3 separate regions of the Gossypium hirsutum genome follow, and all the other regions are linked to region 3. The links are chromatin contacts, called in public Hi-C maps. All regions are on one chromosome and are shown on one strand. The core of a region is the stretch at or near the end of the contact, and the rest is flanking DNA. Distances in the headings are between cores, read along the strand shown. Region 1 holds the start of LOC107914098. Region 2 has its middle 22 kb from the start of LOC107957706. Region 3 holds the start of LOC107960652 (DNA polymerase eta).

Evidence for each region. Hi-C and Micro-C count contacts between places; a contact is called where the count stands out from the background.
Region 1: a Hi-C map of leaf shows a contact between it and region 3, with 2.5 times the contacts expected there. The contact joins the promoter of LOC107914098 here to the promoter of LOC107960652 in region 3. A contact is called at or near these places in 3 of 34 Hi-C or Micro-C datasets (anther and leaf).
Region 2: a Hi-C map of leaf shows a contact between it and region 3, with 2.7 times the contacts expected there. The contact joins the enhancer-like site here to the promoter of LOC107960652 in region 3. A contact is called at or near these places in 6 of 34 Hi-C or Micro-C datasets (callus, hypocotyl, leaf and 1 more).

Annotation. Positions count from the first base shown.
Region 1 is chrA05:25,989,675-25,993,791 of Gossypium_hirsutum_v2.1, forward strand. It overlaps LOC107914098, which reads right to left and starts at 2,456. Exons shown (of 16, transcript XM_016842848.2): 1 at 2,177-2,456; 2 at 1-1,613. The coding sequence starts at 2,290.
Region 2 is chrA05:26,143,260-26,147,346 of Gossypium_hirsutum_v2.1, forward strand. No RefSeq gene overlaps it. Among protein-coding and RNA genes, the nearest start is that of LOC107957706, 22 kb to the left of the region's middle. Within about 2 kb of position 1,407, at least 2 of the 9 cell types and tissues checked have an H3K27ac peak or open chromatin away from gene starts, as enhancers often do. A contact at or near this core is called in hypocotyl and leaf, where this site is marked.
Region 3 is chrA05:26,787,073-26,791,260 of Gossypium_hirsutum_v2.1, forward strand. LOC107960652 (DNA polymerase eta) reads left to right here and starts at 1,275. Exons shown (of 15, transcript XM_016896961.2): 1 at 1,275-1,559; 2 at 1,725-1,845; 3 at 1,949-2,060; 4 at 2,161-2,331; 5 at 2,638-2,802; 6 at 2,917-3,020; 7 at 3,170-3,289; 8 at 3,564-3,687. The coding sequence starts at 1,484.

The DNA of each region.
Region 1 (4,117 bases), core at 1,206-3,705, 800 kb before region 3:
CTCCTCGAGGGGGCTTCTTGTTGTGAAGTAGCTGCATACTTGGCCCTCTCGACCTCACTACTATCTTCAACAATTGCATCCAATTCTTCAGTCGTGCCTTTCCCTACAACCGGTGCCTCTAACTGCTCCGTTCTACCAATATCTTCCTTATTGACCAAATCGACAGCTGGAGCAGTAAGAACCACAGTCTTGCGTCTGCCCCTCCTCGAGGGGGCTGCTTGTTGTGAAGTAGCTGCATACTTGGCCCTCTCGACCTCACTACTATCTTCAACAATTGCATCCAATTCTTCGGTCGAGCCCTTCCCTCCAACCGATGCCAAATCGGAAGCTAGATCGGTAAGAGCCACAGTCTTGCGTCTGCTCCTCCTCGAGTGGGCTTCTTGTTGTGAAGTTGCTGCATACTTGGCCCCCTCAACCTCACTACTATCTTCAATAATTGCATCCAATTCTTCAGTCGAGCCCTTCCCTACAGCCGGTGCCAAATCGGCAGCTGGAGCGGTAAGAGCCACAGTCTTGCGTCTGCTCCTCCTCGAGGGGGCTTGTTGTTGTGAAGTAACGACACACTTGACCTTCTCAACCTCACTACTCTCTTCAACAATTGCCTCCAATTCAGCACTCCTGCTTCGTTTTCTGGTCTCTTCTTTCAAGAATTCTTCCTTATTTCCCCCTTTGCCACTCTGAGATACAACAGCTTTTCGCCTGGAAGAATATCTCCTTGAACATTCTGGATGTTCCACGAGTGCATTATCCTTTTCAGAGTGCTCCCGAACCTCTGTCACCTGTGTATCACTTTTCACTGATGTAGCAAAGTCTTTCTCCGAATTACGTTTTGATCGTCTTACAGGTTTCTCTGCTTCATACCCTTCCTTTATCCCAACTATTTTAACCTCCTTTTCAACCATAGAAGCTACATCTTTGGATTGTGCGCTTGACTGCCGTGTCACCCTAGAACCAACTTCAACCTTTTCCACTTCACTGCTGAATGCCACAGACTGATCTCCTTTTCTAGAATTCCTGGTTGATTGCTGCTTTGGACCATTTTTGCCTTCAGAATTGTCATCCAACAAATGTACCTCGTCACCTTCTTTGCCGTCCCTTATCTTCTTTGAACCTTCCTGACTCACGTTCTTCCTACTTCGTAACTGCCTCCCTCTTAACCCACCAGTAACTTTATCATGACCATTCTTGACATCTTCTTTCTGACCCAATTCTAAACCCTCAGAATCACTGACCACCTCCTCAGCATCTTTACCCTTCTTGCCTACTCTACCTCTCTTTCTCCCAACAGGAGGCGAAGGAGCCATATGCACAGCTTCTTCAACTGCATTTTGCACTCTAGACCTTGTGACTCTAACTTGGCAGCCCTCAGAGTTTCTGGAATCTTCACTATCTGGAACATTTTCAAGCACCTGGGCAGGATTCTTGGACAACGTTTGCCTCCTAGACCTTCCTCTACGCTGCTGATAGACAGAAACCTCGTACTCAATGGTTTCATTGTCAGAACTAAACCTGACTTTCTTTAACTGCTTTTTGACAATCTTAGCTTCATTTTCACTACATATTTCTTCTGGAATACTGCTGGACTCTTCTAACGAAACAGGATCTTCATTTTCCTGTTTAAAACAAAAAAAAAACATTAAAAGAACTGAGTTGGTTATATGTAATAACTGAAGTGAAGCAATGTACCACAGATATTTACTGTGATACTTGCTTCTTTTTTTTAATCTCCAAAAGGAAAATCAATTTCGAAGAAAAGGAGTGTTTAATCTAGTTAACGAAATAGAACATCAATCTAGTTAAGCCGTTCAAAAATATTATTTGCTTTTTCTATTTGATTTTACTTACGCTTCACTGAATGCAAACAGTAAAAAAAACGAAAGGAGTGCTTAATCTTCTAATTTCGAATGCTTAAAGGCGCAATAAAGCAGAGAAAAACAAATTTCACCACCAAAATTTAGCGTTTAATGCTTCTCGTTTAAATTCATTTTCAGATCTACAAAAAAAAAAGCATTGGAGAAGGTGATGAATAAATGAAAGAGAAGGCACCTTACAGAGAACTGTTCACATTCTCGAAATTTAGCCTTAATTTATAAATTCCATTCCCAAATGAAAGTCAAAGAAATTTATTAGAATAGAAAAAAAGAACAAGAAGATGAATAAATGAAAGAGAAGGCACCTTAAAAATGGAAGTCAAACGATCCGCCATTTCACGGTTAGTGAGATTTGCAGGGACGCCATGTTTTTTACACAACCCCTGCAGTACTTTTCTCTTCATGCCATGAAAATCCATCTCTTTACAATAATTAAGGAAAGAAAACAAAACGGAAATCTAACTGAAATTCAAACTTTTAAAAGAAAAGAAAACACTAATTTGTTTTCCATGAAGAAAAGCTGCTGAAGAACTATAACGAGAGAGATTTTCAGCGTATATAATAAACGACTAAATGTTGTCCGTTCGTTCGTTTTCCGGTATAAAAAAATAAAAGAATAAGGATCAGAATCGGCAGTTTGAATTCAAATTTTCAAATGGCCAGTTTTGGCGCTCTTTTGAAAAGCCGGGACCTTAAGAAAGTAGATGTACTCGCTGTAATAGTTGAATTACAATTTACTCGCCAGTACAGCTCGACAGATGGTATGTTAAAGGGGTAAAGGTGTAAAGTCAGTCGAACGGTGGCGCTTGGTTAGTGATCCAGTTATTCCTGATTTGGGAGTGGGCTTTGGATGTTGAAGACTTACCTTTCTTTATTGAATAAGGGCATGTCTCTACTAAATATTGCAACGTGGAGGGTTCCCTTAGCTTTGAAAGTCAGAAAAGCTGTGTTTACCCGTGGTCGATCCTTGGTCTTTCACGCTCCCTTCCAGCTTACGCTTTGTTCGTTCCTCTTCATTAGAAAAATAAGGTATAACCGTAGTACAGTAGTACTTCAACTTACAATTTGTATTTACATTTTTAAAACTTTGATATAATTTTTTAAATATCCGATTATTACAGTTTATTTATTTTATCATTTCAATCAAATCTTTTGTGCAAGTGTGAATATTATTTTTGATATTTGAATAATTTAGTTAAAAAATTAAATTTGAATATTATATTTAAAAGTTTTTAACCCGAGAACATCCCCTAGATCACCTCAAGTTCTATGTAAAATCCCGTAGATTCAAGGGTTGAAAGAAACCCATAACTATTTGCCTGTATTTTTTACCCAAAATGCTTATAACTTAAAAATTGGTACAAATTTCAGCCTAAAATTGTAGGTCAAACTTGAAAATTATAAAGAAATAAAATCCCAAAGACAAGAAAAGCAGAGTTTTTACATTCAACTAACATTTTTACTAAGAATTGTAATCTTCCCCAATAGCTGGAAAGTATTGTTAATCTCCTGCACAAACAAAATAACCCATAGCTTCTTTTCTTTTCTTTTTTAATTTCATTGTTATCATATTGTGAATGTTAAAAAGAAAATATATTCTTCAGAGATGAGCAAAAATAAAGCAAATTTAAAAGAAATGTGGGGGAAATTTACATTGAGAAGATGAATTTCGGATTTTTGTTAAGAGCAAATCCACAATTTTATTTTAACCAAAAAGAAGATAATGTTCCAACTTCCATATCATTATCCCATGTCCATATCTAAGCACGCCAACTAAAGACTTGATCCAAGTCCCAACCAAAAGTACATGATTTGTGGTTGGACATCTTTTATTCCATCTGACATCCAATGTAGATAAATAATATCACAGTTACATTTTCTCCATTGTTTTTTTTTAACAAAAACATTATTCCATCATTAGTCAACATTCAAAATTTAGAAAACTTTGAAAATATTTTTAAAATCAATTTGAGTCTTTTTTTTAATCGTTTGGACATATTTTAAATATAAAACGAAATTACGTAAATTTAAAATAATTAAAAACACAATCATACATGTCCAGTGAGATAAGTTTCGAGACTCAAATAGCAAGTCTCTAGACTTAGCTACTCTAGTGTAGCTTGTTAGCTACCGACTTGCCAGTCTCAATACTTAAAGGACCTAGTCTTGGAACTTGATGCAAGAAACCAATTTTTAAAAAACACTTCAAACCATTATCAAGCATCATCAAAACATACCATTAAATT
Region 2 (4,087 bases), core at 157-2,656, 640 kb before region 3:
TTCGTCTTTCATTTTTTATGCTCTTTTGTATTTTTGGGCTCACAAATACGGATTTATTGTTAGGGTCAGATATGGGAACTGTAAAATGTGACATTGCAATTAATAATATAATATAACTATTAGATGTTACAGAAGAAATAAACTTATATTGCTATTATGTAATTGGTGTCTGATTAAAGATTATTTAATGACTCGTTAACATTTTCTTTCGTGTAAATGGTTCATATCCTAACAAACTGAATTTTTCAAATAAACATTGATAATATCAATTTGAAAAGAATATTTTTAATAAATATCCATATTTGAATATTTATATCAAATAACTAATTAAAATATTAAATTAATTTTAACAAAAATAGCGTACATAATCATATAAAAAATAAATAAATTTTATATTGACGGATAACAATTTATATGGATGTTGGCTTGCTCAGCTCGGATATACCCAAAATGTTCACATTTGCGACATTGGGTTCTGTTGGAGAGTAAAATACCAACAACTCAAAAAATGACCTAAAGATCATCAAGAGAAGTTCGTGGGAGCGAAGAAGATAAAGATATCCCCTATTTCTAGACTCACGAATCATTTCATGCACCCACTGATGCACCTCCCAAGTTCCCAATGAGAGCATGAAACAGTGTACCCTTACCATTTGTAACCATCCTACAAGTCACCCAATCATAGCTTTCTTATCATAGGTTTCAATTTCATAATATTTCTAATTTGAATATCGCGTGTGCTTCAAAAATAAAACGATGGAAGTTGATATTGTACGGATATTGGTAAGTAGGTATCGTTTCAATCTTAAAATCATATCAAATAATTTATATTTCAATTTGGTCAAATTTTTAATGCGTTTTGATCACTTCAATATGTTTTGATTCATTGCAGTTAATATTGATTTGTATCGATTTTTATGGTTTGATACAAAATTTTAATATTTTAAACTAATTTTTAAATTTTGTATTTTAACCATCTTAAATTTTCTATAATTACATTTAAAATTATCAGTTTTTAAACTATATCTTCAAATTTTGATTATGTTAGTAAATTTTTATAATTGTAATTAAGGGGAAAGGTAGAAAAATATTTAAATGAAATCAAATTTGAATTATAAAATTTTGGAGTCAAAAGATAACTTTTATCTTTATATTCGTGACTTACAAAGAAATTTTATTGTTGGGGGCAAGGCTACACTACCTACCTTTATATTCGCCCTGCTGATAATTAGGCGATTAAATTCTGCTAGTAGTCCATAGTTGCTAATATATTCTTCCAGTTTTAAATTTTTGATATTGAAGTATATATTTTTCTTGAGAATATTGGCATGCTTAGCTCGGATATACCCAAAATATTCACATTCGCGACATTGGACTCTGTTGGAGAGGAAAATACCAACCCCCCAAAAACTGGCCTAAAAATCATTAAGTCCATGGGGGCGAAAAAAGCCCATACCAGATAAAAGATATCCCCTATTTCATGCACCCAATGATGCATCTCCCAAGCCCCCAATGGGATCATGACACATACCACATATTGTAACCATCCAACAAGTCACCCAATCGTAGTTTCTTTAAAATTTTCAGTTTGATCATATGCCTAATTTTAGTATTGAATGTGCCTCGAAGGTAAAACCATGGAAGTTGGTATGGTATTGATATTGATAAATATATATCGTTTTGATTTTAAATTGGTAATAAATAATTTATGTTTCATTTTGGTTAAAATTTTATTTCATTTTAATTATTCTGGTGTGTTTTGATCCATTTCAGCTAATATCAACTTGTATTAACTTATATCGATTGGTATAAAATTTTAATATTTTAAATTAACTTTTAAAATTTATGTTTTAACTATTTTAAATTTTCTATATTTACATTTAAAATTATTTATTAAACTAAATCTTCAAATTTTGTTTATGTGAGTAAATTTTCATAGTATTAGTAATTAGAGCGAAGGCAAAAAAAATTTAAACGAGGATCAGAATTAAATTATAAAATCTTAGATGCCAAAATACAAATTTATCATTATATTAATTCATAATTTTATAATTTTAAGTTACATACAAAGGAATTTTACCGGGGGGGGGGGCTACCTATCTTTATATTCGCCCTGTTGATAATTAGAAGGTTAAATTCTGCTAGTAGTGCTTTTACTTTAGGAAATTGTGGATTATCATTATATTTTGATTTGGTCATTTTTAGTTTTTATGTTTTTCAAAATTTAAAATTTCAATATTCACCAAAAGATAATTATTAAATTTATTATGTTATTTTCAAAATTTGATGTGATAAACTATCATATGTGTAATGCCATGTCAACTTTTTATTTCTATATATTACTCGCTAAAAATCTAGTTCTTGTATTAACAATTACCATTTACTTCAAGACCAAAATTTCAAGCGTGCACAATATACAACTAGTAATTGTATTTAACTAAATAAATTTAATTTCTATTATTTGAGTTAGGACTATAATTTTAAAATTTGAAAAGTATAGAGACTGAAATGATCAAATTAAAGTACAAGAGCTAAATCTACAACTTTTACAATGTACAAAAACTACTGGTGATTACAACTAGTTATGTTGATATTGTTAAACCCAAAAATTTTAAATTAATAGAAATAATTGTTATGGTGAATAACCCCATGAAAGTTCCAATTGAGTTAACATAAGGTTAGCGCATGTAGGGAATTAAAAAAAAAAAAGAGAGAATAAAAACCTTAAATGGAAGTTGTTCTATGAGGTGGATGAATTAGTGCTTCGAAAAGAAAGCAAGAAACAAGCTAAAATAAAAAGAAAAGAGAAATTTTCTGGGAGAAGTATTATGATGTAAAACATTGGTATATAATTATCATTGAAGGCCTTAGAGTTAATCTTTGAACAGAGGGTTTGTGAAAGAGCTTTGGTGTGCTGTAGTTTTCTGGTTCTTGTTTCTTGGTAATAGTCAAGGTAACAGGGGCTCCCAAGTTGGCTTTTGAAGGTATGACCTGTGGAGCTATTTTTAAAAAAATGCATGCGTATGTTGTTAGGGGGAGTGTACCGTGGGTTGACTTTTGGGAGAATTGATATCTTGAGTTCTGATTAAAGCAAGCTCGAAGTTGGCTTGGTGGGAGTGATTAAGGCTGTGAATATAGGAGCACCCAAGGACTGTTTGAAGGATTGTTCTTTTTCCATACGGATTCGATGCTGTATGGGGATGGAAGGTTTATGTTTTGAGCTGACGACTACGAAGAGGAATGGAGGTTTGCCAAACTTTACAAGTTTCTACATATGAGATTTGGAGAATACTACTTGATTGCCAAATTTGAAATTGCATGGAGCATCTGTTATGATTGCTATTTTTTGTGTTTCTTCTTTGACTTATTTTGTCGTTTGCAATTGTAAGTTATAGGTGATGTTATTTTGAGTTATGGAGTTACACTTTGTAAGTTGTATTTGGTGTGTTTTGTAACCTCTTTGAGGTCCTTCGCTAATAAAATTTCATATTGGCTTAGAAAAAAAATGCATTTATTTTTAGATCAAGTGATTGATTTATGCTGCTATAGTAGGATGGATGAGGTAAGAGTTAGTTATCCCTATGTTTTATGCTGCTTATTGAAATAGGAAATTTGAGGTGTCCAATGTTTTGTGGCTTGGGTTGCTTGTTTGATGATGATTATTTACTATATGTTAGATCGGCCAAGCAACAAAATAAATAAATAAATAAATAAATAAATAAATCCATGCATAATAATATTTTGTTAGATATAAAACTTAAGTTATTAGTATTTGTTGTGTGAAATTATTAAAAATAAAAAATTAGATGTGAAATTGTATCCAAGTCTTTTGATATGTTGAAATAAACATTCTGATTTTAATATTTCAAATTAGCACAAAACTTTTACATAAGTTAACTTTCTCTCTTTTTTGAAGTTAAGAGGTCATAAAAGTTAAATTTATGTGTAATTTAGGGGCCATAATTTTAATGAGTAACTTTTACACATAAACCTTAATTTTTAAATAGATCACCTTCAATTAAAAATTAATTGCTTAATTTCTTTACATATTTAGCTCATTCTTTTTTTAATAAAAAATAACATGCAA
Region 3 (4,188 bases), core at 25-2,524:
AAACTATCATGCCCCACCTTAGCATAACAACCTCGTACTACCATAATAGAATGGGTCACACGATACACGTCCTCCCTAATGACAACCACTCTATAATGTGTTGTCACGTCACACTAATAGATAAAAATATCTCTCTTATTAATTCATTTCTAAAAGATAATAAAGGGACCTTAGAGTCCTTAAGCAATCTTTGAGCATTTATCCATTTCAATCTCCTCCTTAGCTACCTTCATATCCTTTTTCTTTTTCAGCTTTCTGCCTCTCAAAATGAATCAACCTATTCAACACCATCACATCTTCCTTCTTATCTTTCTTTTTATTCTACATTATATTAACAAATTTGAATATTGGAATTTGGTATAAATATGAGGATTAAACAAAGAATGTTGGAAGGAAACTTGCAATGAACACGTCCATAATGAGGCTGATAAAAGATGTAAAGTTGTTATGAAGTTGCTTTGAGTTACTGTCAATTCATGTTATGACATGCACCACAAGCATTTTTGAGTTGGGATTCTTTATTTTTACCTCGTAAATCAAACAATGCAATATACAAAATGGAATATTATGTGCAATACGATTAAAAATAGCTTACAATTGATAATTTTTAATTTTTTTTAAGTAAAAATATAAAATAATTACAAATACATATATAAAAAATAAAAAAATAAAATAAATCAATACGAAAATTAACTCATCAAACTAGAACCCAAGTAGAGGTGATCATGGGCTAGGCCGGCCCGGGTTCGGGCCAAGTTTAGACAAAATTTTAGGCCCGTCTACTAGGCCCGAGCCCAGCCCGATCCAAAATATGGGCCTAAAAATTTGTCCAAGCCCGGCCCGACCCATATTAAAAAAAATTCTTATTTCATTAAATAAAAAAATTTTAAAATATAATAAATCAAATATATTTAAAAACATAAAAACAAATATTAAAACAAATAAAAATGATACTAAAACAATTATTAAAACAATACACAAATTAACAATATAATAAAAAATGGTTATATTAAAATTTTAAAATGATTAAAAATAAAATAAAAATATATTAATATATAATTCGGGCCGTGCCGGGCTGGGCCTGGACCAAAAAACTCTTACTTGAGGCTCGGCCCGTTTTCTAAACGGGCCTCATTTTTTTACTCAAACCCATTTTTGGGCCTATATTCTTATCCAAATTATCCCATTTTTCAGGCAGGCCTTCAGGCGCCGGCCCATGATCAGCTCTAAACCCAAGTACACAGCCTAAAATGAATTTTCTTTTTTGAACTTTTGACCCTTCATTAGAAACAATGACTAAAACGATAACGGAGTGTCGCGTTGCACCGCGTTTTTACAGTCGAAACGATGTGTTGAGGTCGGGACGGGCGGGCACTGGACGTACTCTGTTAAATTACCCTCCTTTTTTTTTTTTTGGCTCTCCTTATTGGTTGATAAAGGTGAAGATTATAGAAGATTTGGAGGGAAAAGAGGAGAGCGAGCAATGCCAGTGGCAAAACCAGAATCGTCTGATTCCAGGGTGATTGCTCATGTTGACATGGATTGCTTCTATGTTCAAGGTTTTTTATGCGATTTAATTTTATTTATGTATATGTTACTTAGGTTTCCGACCAGTTCTTCATTTTCCATTTCGGTTTGTTCTGTTCCAATTTCTCAAACTTGTCTTTCTCTATGGAATCTCAATTTCTGGCGTAATTAATATCGTTAAACATTATACTCTATAGTGGAGCAAAGAAAGCAGCCGCAATTACGGGGTTTACCTACTGCTGTTGTACAGTACAATGAATGGAAAGGAGGGGCTTTGATTGCAGTCAGCTATGAGGCTCGTAAATTCGGGATTAAGCGGTAATTATAATTTTTAAAGTAATCATTTTCAGGATTCTCAATTGATAAGCTGTGTTTTCTTTTTTCTTCCCCCTTTTTTTTGTATCTTATGTGTGGTTTTCAGTTCAATGCGTGGCGAGGAAGCAAAGGAGGTTTGCCCACAAGTTCAGTTGGTCCAAGTGCCTGTGGCCCGTGGTAAAGCTGATTTGAGCGGGTACCGGAATGCAGGCTCTGAGGTGCCGGCGATTTGATGAACAATTGTACTCTTTCAAGTATATACTTTCAGTAGTTCATTAGAAACCCATCTTATTGCTGAATTTTTAACAAAATTCACAGGTGGTATCTATTCTTGCAAGGAGAGGTAGATGTGAAAGGGCTTCCATTGATGAAGTGTATCTTGATCTTACTGATGCAGCTGAAATGATGCTAGCCGACAATCCTCCGCAAGGCATGGAGACAATAGATGAGGAAGCTCTTAAATCACATATTCTAGGGCTAAATAATGAGGTTTACTGCCATGCTTTGGATCTTTTGTCATAACATTTAATAATGCTTGATGTTGGAGTTATTTACGAGTTAATGGCACCTCTGTTGATGGACAGATGCCAACATATGTGAGTTTAGCTTAAGTGCAATGTCCTTGGAACATAGATGCCTCTATCGCTACGAAATCTAACAAGTTTGTAGGCTTGTATATGTATCCTGTCTTAAATTTTGGTCTCTAGTTGGGATCATTGTGTACATATTTGGCATTTTTGCAGTGGTAGGATTTTGCACCACCTAAGATATTATACTGTATATGCAACTGTGCAGGACGGAAGTGACGTGAAAGAAAATGTTAGGAAGTGGATACATAGGCACAATGCTGATCACCGTGATAAATTACTAGCTTGCGGTATCCTCATTGTTGCAGAACTTAGGATGCAGGTTTTAAAAGAGACAGAATTCACTTGTTCTGCAGGCATTGCTCATAATAAGGTAGCTAAAAGTTTTTTCGCTCATCTGTAGTTTTTCTGCCAGTACCATAAGGTTCTGTATAAAGGTAACTTTTACTGACCTATGACATCGTCCTAATGCTGACTTTATCACCAGATGCTGGCGAAACTTGCTAGCGGTATGAATAAACCTGCACAACAAACTGTTGTACCTTTCTCATCAGTAAAGGGATTGCTCGATACCTTGCCTATAAGAAAAATGTAAGTTTCTAAAATTTCTGGATGTAACTGAAATGTTGAGTGAGAAATAGTTAATTTCCTTGAGGAATGATATATAAACATCCGCAGCAGAGTAGTTACTTCTCTCCTAATTCATGACACATTATTTTGACTAGAAACTTTCTTGCCAGGAAACAGCTTGGAGGCAAGCTGGGGATTTCCTTGCAAATGGACATGGGTGTGAACACTGTTGGAGATCTATTGCAGTTTCCAGAGGAGAAGCTTCAAGAACGTTATGGCATAAATACAGGGTCAATACCTAATATTAATGGGGCTTTTGCACATGTCTGATATATCTCAGATCATTACAGCTTCTCTTAAAATTTAAAAATTATGCTGCATCAAGAGCTGTTATCTAGCACTTTCCAAATTTACATTTAGATGTTGACTTCTTGTTTTAATCTTTATATGGTCAAGATCCACCAGAAGAAATTACCATTTTAAGATTTTCTTTAACATTTGCTGATTCATTTAACAACTATCTAAATCTGGTTCCTAAATACCTATGTTTTGCATGGGATGTAGAACTTGGCTGTGGAACATTGCAAGAGGAATCAGTGGAGAAGAAGTTGAGGGACGCCTTCTCCCTAAGAGCCATGGTTCTGGAAAGACATTTCCTGGCCCTCGGGCATTAAAGACGGTTCCTGCTGTAAGAGTTTTTCTTAATAAAAAGTGCTCTATGATTTTAGCATGTCATGAAGTCAATGTGTTAATCTCCTGTGCAATCATTTTACCGTGTAGAATTTTGTGCAAACTAAAGAGCATATTTTGTGAGCTTGATCCCTAAGTGTTGGAATTTATAAATAATCATGCAAATTGCAATGCAGTGCTGTCTAATTATGCAATGCCAGTAGTGCTTAAAGCCCCTACGGTTCCCTAGATTGTGGTCTATGATGGTGGTGTCTCTTCTTCATATTCAAGGAATGAAAGCATCAAACATTTTACAGTTGTTGAAAATATTCCAAGTGTCATAAAAATGATAGTCTTAGATCTATCGTGCAATGACTATAGCTTTTCCAACACCGGTGCCCTGACTTGTGCTGAATTCGTTATTTATGTGAGTCACGATTGTTGTTAGAGGGATGCTTGACAGGGGTGGCTAACGGAAAGTTTTCTGCTGCAAAAACTGGTGCTGAAATTGGAGAAATGG